Linked DNA regions of Sus scrofa: all the other regions are linked to region 2. A link is a contact called in public Hi-C and promoter capture Hi-C data. All regions are on one chromosome and are shown on one strand. Each heading gives the region's core, a stretch centred on a gene start, on an enhancer-like site or on the middle of the called end of the contact. The rest is flanking DNA. Distances are from core to core; before and after follow the strand shown.

What was found. Promoter capture Hi-C pulls out the DNA fragments that hold promoters and counts their contacts. Hi-C and Micro-C count contacts between places; a contact is called where the count stands out from the background.
Region 1: a Hi-C map of embryonic fibroblasts shows a contact between it and region 2, with 2.5 times the contacts expected there. The contact joins the promoter of LTBP2 here to the promoter of ABCD4 in region 2. A contact is called at or near these places in 2 of 47 Hi-C or Micro-C datasets (embryonic fibroblasts and heart right ventricle).
Region 3: a promoter capture Hi-C map of liver shows a contact between it and region 2, with 2.1 times the contacts expected there. The contact joins the promoter of YLPM1 here to the promoter of ABCD4 in region 2. A contact is called at or near these places in 1 of 5 promoter capture datasets (liver) and 1 of 47 Hi-C or Micro-C datasets (embryonic fibroblasts).

The regions. Positions count from the first base shown.
Region 1 is chr7:97,851,440-97,854,139 of Sscrofa11.1, forward strand. It overlaps LTBP2 (latent-transforming growth factor beta-binding protein 2), which reads right to left and starts at 1,409. Exons shown (of 34, transcript XM_021099520.1): 1 at 180-1,409. The coding sequence starts at 658.
Region 2 is chr7:97,584,387-97,587,086 of Sscrofa11.1, forward strand. ABCD4 (ATP-binding cassette sub-family D member 4) reads right to left here and starts at 1,307. Exons shown (of 20, transcript XM_001929196.5): 1 at 1,147-1,307. The coding sequence starts at 1,184.
Region 3 is chr7:97,974,697-97,977,534 of Sscrofa11.1, forward strand. It overlaps YLPM1 (YLP motif-containing protein 1), which reads left to right and starts at 1,433. Exons shown (of 21, transcript XM_001924711.7): 1 at 1,433-2,492. The coding sequence starts at 1,617.

The DNA of each region.
Region 1 (2,700 bases), core at 159-2,658, 270 kb after region 2:
GGGTCAGATCGAGCCCAACTTTGGGACCTCGGTCTGTTTCCCTGCAGTACTAAGGAGAGAGGGACGAAGGGCGGAGCCGGGCGCCCTCTCCTCTCGCCTGCACATCCCTCCACGAAAGAGCGCACGGGAGACTGGCCCTCGCTCCCTTTAGCCCCCATGCTTCCCTCTCCAATGCTCACCCCGTAAGCCGCCCTCGCGCAGCTCGCGGCCGCTGAACCGTCCCGAGGCGCGGGAGAGCTGCGGCAGCCCGGTCCCGGGATGCCGGCTGCTGCTGGCTCAAGGAACGGCTTCTCCAGGTCTGCGCAGGTGGCTGGACTCGACGCGGCTGCTGCGCGCGGGGCGGCCTCCTGGCCTCGGTCTCGGCGGGCCTCCTGGCGCTGCCCCAGCCAGGCTGGGCCCGCTCCTCGGGCGGCAAACCCGGGACCGACGCGTCCTGATCCCGGAACAGACCGTACACCTTGGCTGCAGCCGCTGCGGGGTGGCTGCCCCCGGGGCGCCGCAGCCGATTCGCGTCCCTGCCAGCCGGCTCGTATCTTCCCACCGGGTCCCTCTGAGCATGACCCAAGCCCACGAAGAGAGCCAGGGTGAGCGGCAGGAAGCTCCTCCAGGGGTTCCTCAGGGCGCGCCCGGGGCAGCGGCGGGTGGTCGAGGGCCTCATGGCGCCTGGGCGGCTGCAGAGCGGTGCGCACGGGGAACAGCCCAGGGGCTAGCTGTCGGTGCGCCAGGCCGCCAGCGGGCTGCGCTCCGGACCCCACCGGGTGGCCCGCCTTTCCCCGTCTAGGGCCCCCGAGTCAGACTACGGGCCGGGCTCTCTCTGGAGCGAGGGCCTGGCGGCGGGAGCGGCCCGGGGCTGCGCGCCCTGAGCCCAGCGATCGCGCTCTGTCTCCAGCTGCGCGCGCACTGCTGTTGCACCTTCGCGCCTTCTCCCAGTCACTGTAGCCTTCTGAAGGGGAATCGGAGCGTTTTATTTTTGGAAACCTCCCCCTGACTTTTCGTCTCTTTTATCCACACCATGCCCCCTCCTCGGAGGGACAGCTCAGCCCCCTCATTACGGGAGAGGGAGAGAGGAATTCCAGCAACACCCACTTTGGCACCGGGAAGCGAGCGGGCGGCGAGGGGGGTTAACCCGTGAGGAACTGGGGGCGGCGCAGGGCGGACCAAGGTCTGGTAGGGGAAATGACGCCTGCTGGGACAGGGGCAGCCCCGAGCCACCTTTCTCCTGTCCTGGGCAGGCTAAACTGCTGACCTGTCCAGAATTCATCTCCAGCCCCTGACCTCAGGGACAAACGCCGGGTTGGATGACCCAAGGCTACAGCCTCGAACGTCTGAAGGATATCAGGAGAGGTGCCAAGACGGCATGATAGACAGGCTCCGAAGGATGGGCCCCGGGTCCTTCGTTTTCCTCCCGGGCCACTGGGGGCGTCGGCCAGGGGTGCCTCTAGGGCTGGGGCAGCGCGAGGCCGCTCGCCTCCCTCCGCAGTGGTGGGACGCGGGCGCGCTGGAAGGTCGCCTGGAGGGAGCGCGCCCTCTGGTGGACTTGGCGGCGTCTTAGCCGTCCTGCGTCTTGTAGAGACCTGCCGCTGCCAGCCGCCTTCCTTCCTTGATCTTAATCCCTTTCCTGTTTGCGTCAGGGTCGAGCCCAGGCCTGAGGCGTTGACAGAACCTGCAAGAGGTGTCCTCTTTTTCACGGAGGAAAAAAACATGGAAGACCTGGAATAAGGTCACTCAAGGAGACAGCGTGTGTCCAAGAGGCGAATGAAATGCAGGTGCCTCCTGCCTGGGGCTCAGAGGTCCATTCCCTAGACTCCCATTCAACCCCTCACTCCCTACGGATTGGATGAGCCTCTGATGGATCCAGGGTGTGTGCTCAACTCCTTGTGCTGGCAGGGAGAGGGCAGGGCTGCTAGAATGCCAATGGCCACCCATCTTAGTACCACTCAAGAGTGAGCTCACTATGTACACACATGGTCCCCTGCCCTAAAGTCTAAAGGCCTGGCAACCATGGCTGTCCCAGCCCCCTGCAGCCTATGGGCTTCCTAGAGAGGCAGGGGGATGGAGCAGGCAGGAAGGCACCAGTTTATAACTTTCCATACAAAGGGCCGACTCAATTAATGCTTCATGCTGAAATACAACCTCAACTCCTGACCTTGGCCTCCAAAGCCCTGTAGGACTGCCCACCTCTCAGATCTATCTCTCCTCTTGTGGGGCACCCACCGCAATGCAGCTGCCCTGGCGTCCTCTCTGCTCCTGGAACAAGCCACGTTGATGCCCGCTCCTTCTCCCTGGGAACACTCATCGCCAAGATGTTTTACAGGACCAGCTCCTCATCATCATTTCACCTCTCAGCTCCAACTTCACCGCCTGGAGTGGCCACCCCTGACCCCTCCAACGCAGAGCAGCCTTCCCACTCCCAAGTCATCACTTTCTAGTCCATCACCCTGGTTCAGCTTCACTGCTCTAGACTAGTTGAAATTCTCCTATTTGTTTACCCGTGTAACTGACTTGTTGAATGGGCTGAACCTGAAGAGGGGCAATCAGGAAGCAGCTCTGTGGTTCTCCCCTCACTGCCTTCAGCCACATTATGGTGAATTTCTCTTCTCCACCCTTAATGACATCTCAAGCAGAGTCCTTGGCTTGCCCATCCCCTCCAGTCACAAGAACAGTTTCATGTCTATAATTAAGACCAATTTCCAGGCTCTA
Region 2 (2,700 bases), core at 57-2,556:
TCTATCTCTGGCCTTGCTCAGTGGGTTAAGGGATCTGGCCATTGCCATGCGCTGTGGTGTAGGTCCCAGATGCGGCTCGGACCTGGGGTTGCTGTGGCTGTGGCTGGCAGCTACAGCTCTGATTCAACCCCTAGCCTGGGAACTTCCATATGCCACCATGGCCATTAAAAAAAAAGAAAGAAAAAAGAGAAGAGTTGGAGAAGGTATTCGCAGAGTGAAAAACAAAGTAATAAAATCTATAGCATACAATAAATTCCTTCCTCAGGAAGACAGACAATCCATGGAAAAGTGGGGAAAAAGATATAAATAAAGGAAAACCGGAGTTCCCGTCATGGCGCAGTGGTTAACGAATCCGACTAGGAACCATGAGGTTGAGGGTTCGATCCCTGCCCTTGCTCAGTGGGTTAAGGATCCCACGTTGCCGTGAGCTGTGGTGCAGGTTGCAGATGCGGCTCGAATCCCTTTGGCCCTGGTGTAGGCTGGTGGCCACAGCTCCGATCCAACCTCTAGCCTGGGAACCTCCATATGCCGCGGAAGTAGTCCTAGAAAAAGGCAAAAAGCCAAAAAAAAAAAAAAAAAAAAAAAAAAAAAAAAGAAAACCGAAATGCTTGATTCAGGAGAATTAACACAATGGGATACTACCTTAAACGGATCAGGTGGATAAACATTAGAACACCAAACAATACCAAAAGATCGGAGGGGGGCGGTGCTTAAGGGGAAACAGGAACCCTTATGCAATGCTGTTGGGAAGCTGGTGGGAAGCTGGGTGTGACCATTCCAAAGAACAAATTAAGTGTGGCATGCCATCCCACCCCAGGGGTGTATAATACAAAGAAATCATCCATATATCCATAAAGGAGGCAGGGGTGGTTAAAAACTGGAAGCAAACTAAATGTCCATCGCTAGGGGAATGTATAGCAACACTAGGGTCTAATGCACTCGGTTGGCACGGCGCAGCACTCGGAAGTGGAAACTAGATTACTATAGCATGGATGATCTCAAAAACACAACGTTGAGTAAAAGATTTTTTTTTTCTTTTTAAAATCACAGCAAGTTAAGAAGGCGCAAGGCAGCTGTGCCCCTTCCCCACACAGCCCGGAGCAGGGCGCCCCGAGGTCCGGCCTTCCTCCCCAGTCGCCTGCTCACCTGGCGCCAGCTCTGCGCGCAGGACCAGAGACCGCCATGACCTGGGATCCGACCCACGCAGGAGCCGGCCCTCTAGGGTCGGCTCGGGTTGGAGTCGGAACAGCCGGCTGCCGGCCGGGCAGGGGCGGGGCCCCGGGACCCACTACCACAGAGACGGGCAGATAGAGAGGCAGGCGCAGCGCGACGCGGCCGCTCCCGGAAGCGACCGCCTTCTCTTAAAGAACCAGAGTGCTGAGCCTGGGGACCCCGCGCCTGCAGCGCCCCCTCGTCAGTATGGGACGTTTCCCCTTTGGCAAGAGGTAGCCGAGACGGTGACTGAAGTATGTTATGAAATGTATTTTAAACTCTGAATGTAGATGTTCCATAATGCTCCCCCAAAAGCCAGAGTGATCTTTTAACAACATACATCAGGCTTCCAATTTCAGGTAGAATAAAATCCAAACGTTTCCATGGCACTGGTGATCCGGCCTTCTCCCCTTGGCCTTCATTGGAATGACCGCTTTATTCTGGCCGCAGGGTCTTTGCTTGGATCATTCTTCTCCCTAGCCTAGAGCTTTCCATTCATTAGTTCAAAAGTCAGCTGCTCACCCTGCTTAGAATTTGCCCCATCGTTCACTAGTGCATTACAGTTTTCTTCATAAATATTTATCACTGTCTGAAATCAGCTTCTTGCTTATTGTTTGTCTTCCTTTGAAAGAATAAATTTCATTGAGCAGAGACTCCGTCTTGTTCATGGTTGTACTCCCAGTACCTCAAACACTGCTAGTATATAGTGAGAGCTTAATAAAAATTTGTTAACTGTTGATTGAAATGTTTATCAACTGGCTGATAACAAGCAGCATGATCTCACAGAGCTGTTAAGTTTGAATCTAGTTGTATCTTCCCACATTCTTTTAATCCTTATTGTGTCAACTATATTCCAAACACTCAACAAGATATACCTGTCACATGCCTTCATGGTATTAACAGTCTAGCTGGGAAGGCCAATCAGTTGACAATTACAGTTGTCTTTATGAAGTGCTATGGCAAAGATACCATACAATAGAGTTTCTCAGCCTTGGCACTACTGATTTTGGGGTTTGATAATTCTTTTTTGGGGATTGAAGAGACTGCCCTCTGTATTGTAGGATGTTGAGCAGTATCCCTGGCCTCTACCCACTAGGTTCTAGCAGCACTACCCTAGACCCAGTGCGCGAACCCCAAATGTCTCCAGACATTGCCAAATGGGGAGGAGTGAAATCTTAGCCTTGTCCCACTTCCTAGACTAAAAAACAATGTCCCAGAGCCACAGAGAGGGCCGTCCAACTCAGGCTGGGGAAAAGGCAAGTCCAGATTTTGTGGAAGAGTAGATAACTGAGTGATTCCTAGACACAGCAAGAATTTAACCTATTCCTAAGTGTGATTTCCCAAGGATGTCCTTGCTACTTTGAAAATCAAACAGATAAACATATAGGGATACAATTTCTGGAAAAATTAATGAAGCAACTAAAATATCAAGGCAAGCAACTGCACCTTGCTAAGGAAATCCAGGTTTACGGCTCTTGTTGTTCACTC
Region 3 (2,838 bases), core at 183-2,682, 390 kb after region 2:
GCAACAAGGGAACATCCTTAAGTGTGATACTCGCTGTAGTTTTCTTAGTGAATACTCTGGATAAGATTAAAGAAGTTCCCTTTCACTTCTGGCTTGGAAACTTTTTTAAAAAATCATACGTGGATATTGAAACTCATCCTATTCTTTCTCTGCATCTAGTAAGATGATCATCTGATTTCCTCCTTAAGTCGGTTCTGTAGTAAATTAATTTATTTTTATAGTTTTCAAAGAGAATTTTAATTGAAAACATTAAAATTGAATGGAAGTGGGATTTATGGAAATATTAAAATTATATGGAAGTGGGATTTGTGAGTTGGATAATGTTCTGTTTCTTGATCTGTACACAAGTGTGATTGGTTTGTAAAAATTTACTAAGCTGTACACTTATGAGTAATTTTATGTAATACTTTATATTTCAATATAAGTTAAAAGAAAAACAACTAAATTCCTATTTGAGAATGAAAAGCTGTTTCTTCTGAAGGAAACTTAGCTGCCCCACTTTCCACTTACATCCACCTCCTAGGAGAGGTGATCTGGGTTGTTAAGATGGAAGTAAAGTCAAATATTTAAGTGGTACGTAATTGACACACTTAGTGTTCTCAGAGCTGGGTGGCTCCCCCCTGCCCCAGAATTCAGTGTATATTAGCTTTGTTACTCACTGGTACACTCAAGCCACAGGAAGTTCATGTTTGGTATTATGATGAGAGACTGGATTATTTTCATGAGAGATTGGATTCTTTCCTAAGTCACCCTCTCCAGACAATCTTCTGTCCGGTTTCTGCTATCTTTCCTTTCGCTGAGCTTTTCCAACATAATATTTCTGTGTTGAGTTAAAGAATAAAATTTCTCCTCTTTTACAATACCCGCAGGAATTGATGTTGTCTTACATTCTGTCTTCAAACTACATTTCCATCCTTCACAGATTTGTTCCCATTTGGATTTTTTTGTTGGAACTCAATGAAGTCTATTCATTAATTTGAGAAGAAGTGACATCTTTATAATTTTTCCTCTTTTCATTCAGAACCATGGTAAACCTCTCCATTATTTCAAGTCTAATTTTATTCCACTCGGATATGACTCAATATGGTTCTGTAGTTTCCTTCATACAGATTCTACATATTTTTTATTAGTGTTATTTCTACTTGTTTCTTGTTTTTTTTGTTGTTGTTGCGATTGTTGCTATTGTGAATGGGAATGGGTCCTTTTTTTTTTTTTTTCCATTCAAAAATGAACTCGTAGAGCGATAGGATCTCTACTACCCTTCTCAGTTATGAGACTCTATGGTTCCCCGCTTCTATAAGAACAGTCCACTTGCACCTACATTATCTCAACCGGAAGGAAGATGGCAACCGAGAGTCGCCAAGCAAAGGGCTGCTCTATCTCGCCTTTGTTCTCCTCTCTGTGGTTACTGCGCAGGCGTAGTCGTCCCAGTACCTCCCCGCCTTCCCGGTCGCGGGCCCAGCTCGGTAGCGCCGGCGCACTGGCGCGCTCCGTTTACACGCTCCGGGGCCTGTAGGCGCCGCGAGTTCCGGCTGTCGCCGTCGCTGCCGCAGCTCCTAGAGGTCGGTTGCGACGAGTAACGGCGCCGGGACGAGCCCAGCGCCTTCTTCTCCGATATGTACCCGAATTGGGGCCGGTATGGCGGGAGCAGCCACTATCCGCCGCCGCCGCCGGTCCCGCCGCCGCCGCCGGTGGCGCTTCCTGAGGCCTCGCCGGGGCCCGGGTACTCGAGCTCGACGACTCCCGCGGCCCCTTCCTCCTCGGGCTTCATGAGCTTCCGCGAGCAGCACCTGGCGCAGCTCCAGCAGCTGCAGCAGATGCATCAGAAGCAAATGCAGTGCGTGCTTCAGCCCCATCACCTTCCTCCGCCCCCCCTGCCGCCCCCGCCGGTGATGCCGGGGGGCGGCTACGGGGACTGGCAGCCACCGCCGCCGCCGATGCCCCCGCCACCTGGGCCGGCTCTCAGCTATCAGAAGCAGCAGCAGTACAAACACCAGATGCTCCACCATCAACGAGACGGGCCTCCTGGTTTGGTTCCCATGGAGCTGGATTCCCCCCCTGAATCTCCCCCAGTACCGCCGGGGTCCTATATGCCCCCCTCTCAATCTTACATGCCCCCACCTCAGCCGCCACCCTCGTACTATCCCCCAGCCTCGTCTCAGCCCTATCTGCCTCCTGCTCAGCCGTCCCCTTCTCAGTCCCCAACTTCCCAATCCTACCTGGCGCCCACCCCATCCTATTCTTCCTCTTCCTCCTCCTCGCAGTCCTATTTGAGCCATTCCCAGTCCTACATGCCCCCTTCTCAGGCATCTCCTTCCCGCCCCTCCCAAGGCCATTCTAAATCCCAGCTACTAGCTCCACCACCACCGTCCGCCTCTTCTGGGAATAAGACAACTGTTCAGCAAGAGCCTTTGGAGAGTGGGGCCAAGAACAAGAGTGCTGAACAGCAGCAAACTGCTCCTGAGCCAGATCCCTCTACGATGACTCCACAGGTAAGAAAGCTGCCCAAGCTGCTGTCTCTCACCTAGACGGCCCTAAGTGAGCGGGCCTGGGGGCTTTACCTCCGTGCTTAGCCTGATTCCAACACATAATACTAGCTACTTTACACTCCAGAGGATTCCATAAAACTCAGAGGCTGACATCTCAGCTTTTTAATGAGCTAAATGTGGATTATTAAAAGAACTGTTTTTGAAGATATTTCTAGACACCAGAGCAAAGGGATGGCTCAAGAGTTACTTCTCAGAATATATTCCTTGGTTTCCTTTGACCAGCCTTCTAGATTTTGTTGCTGTTGCAAAGGGCTTTTTTTTTTTTCTTTTTTTTTTAATTGTAACTTAA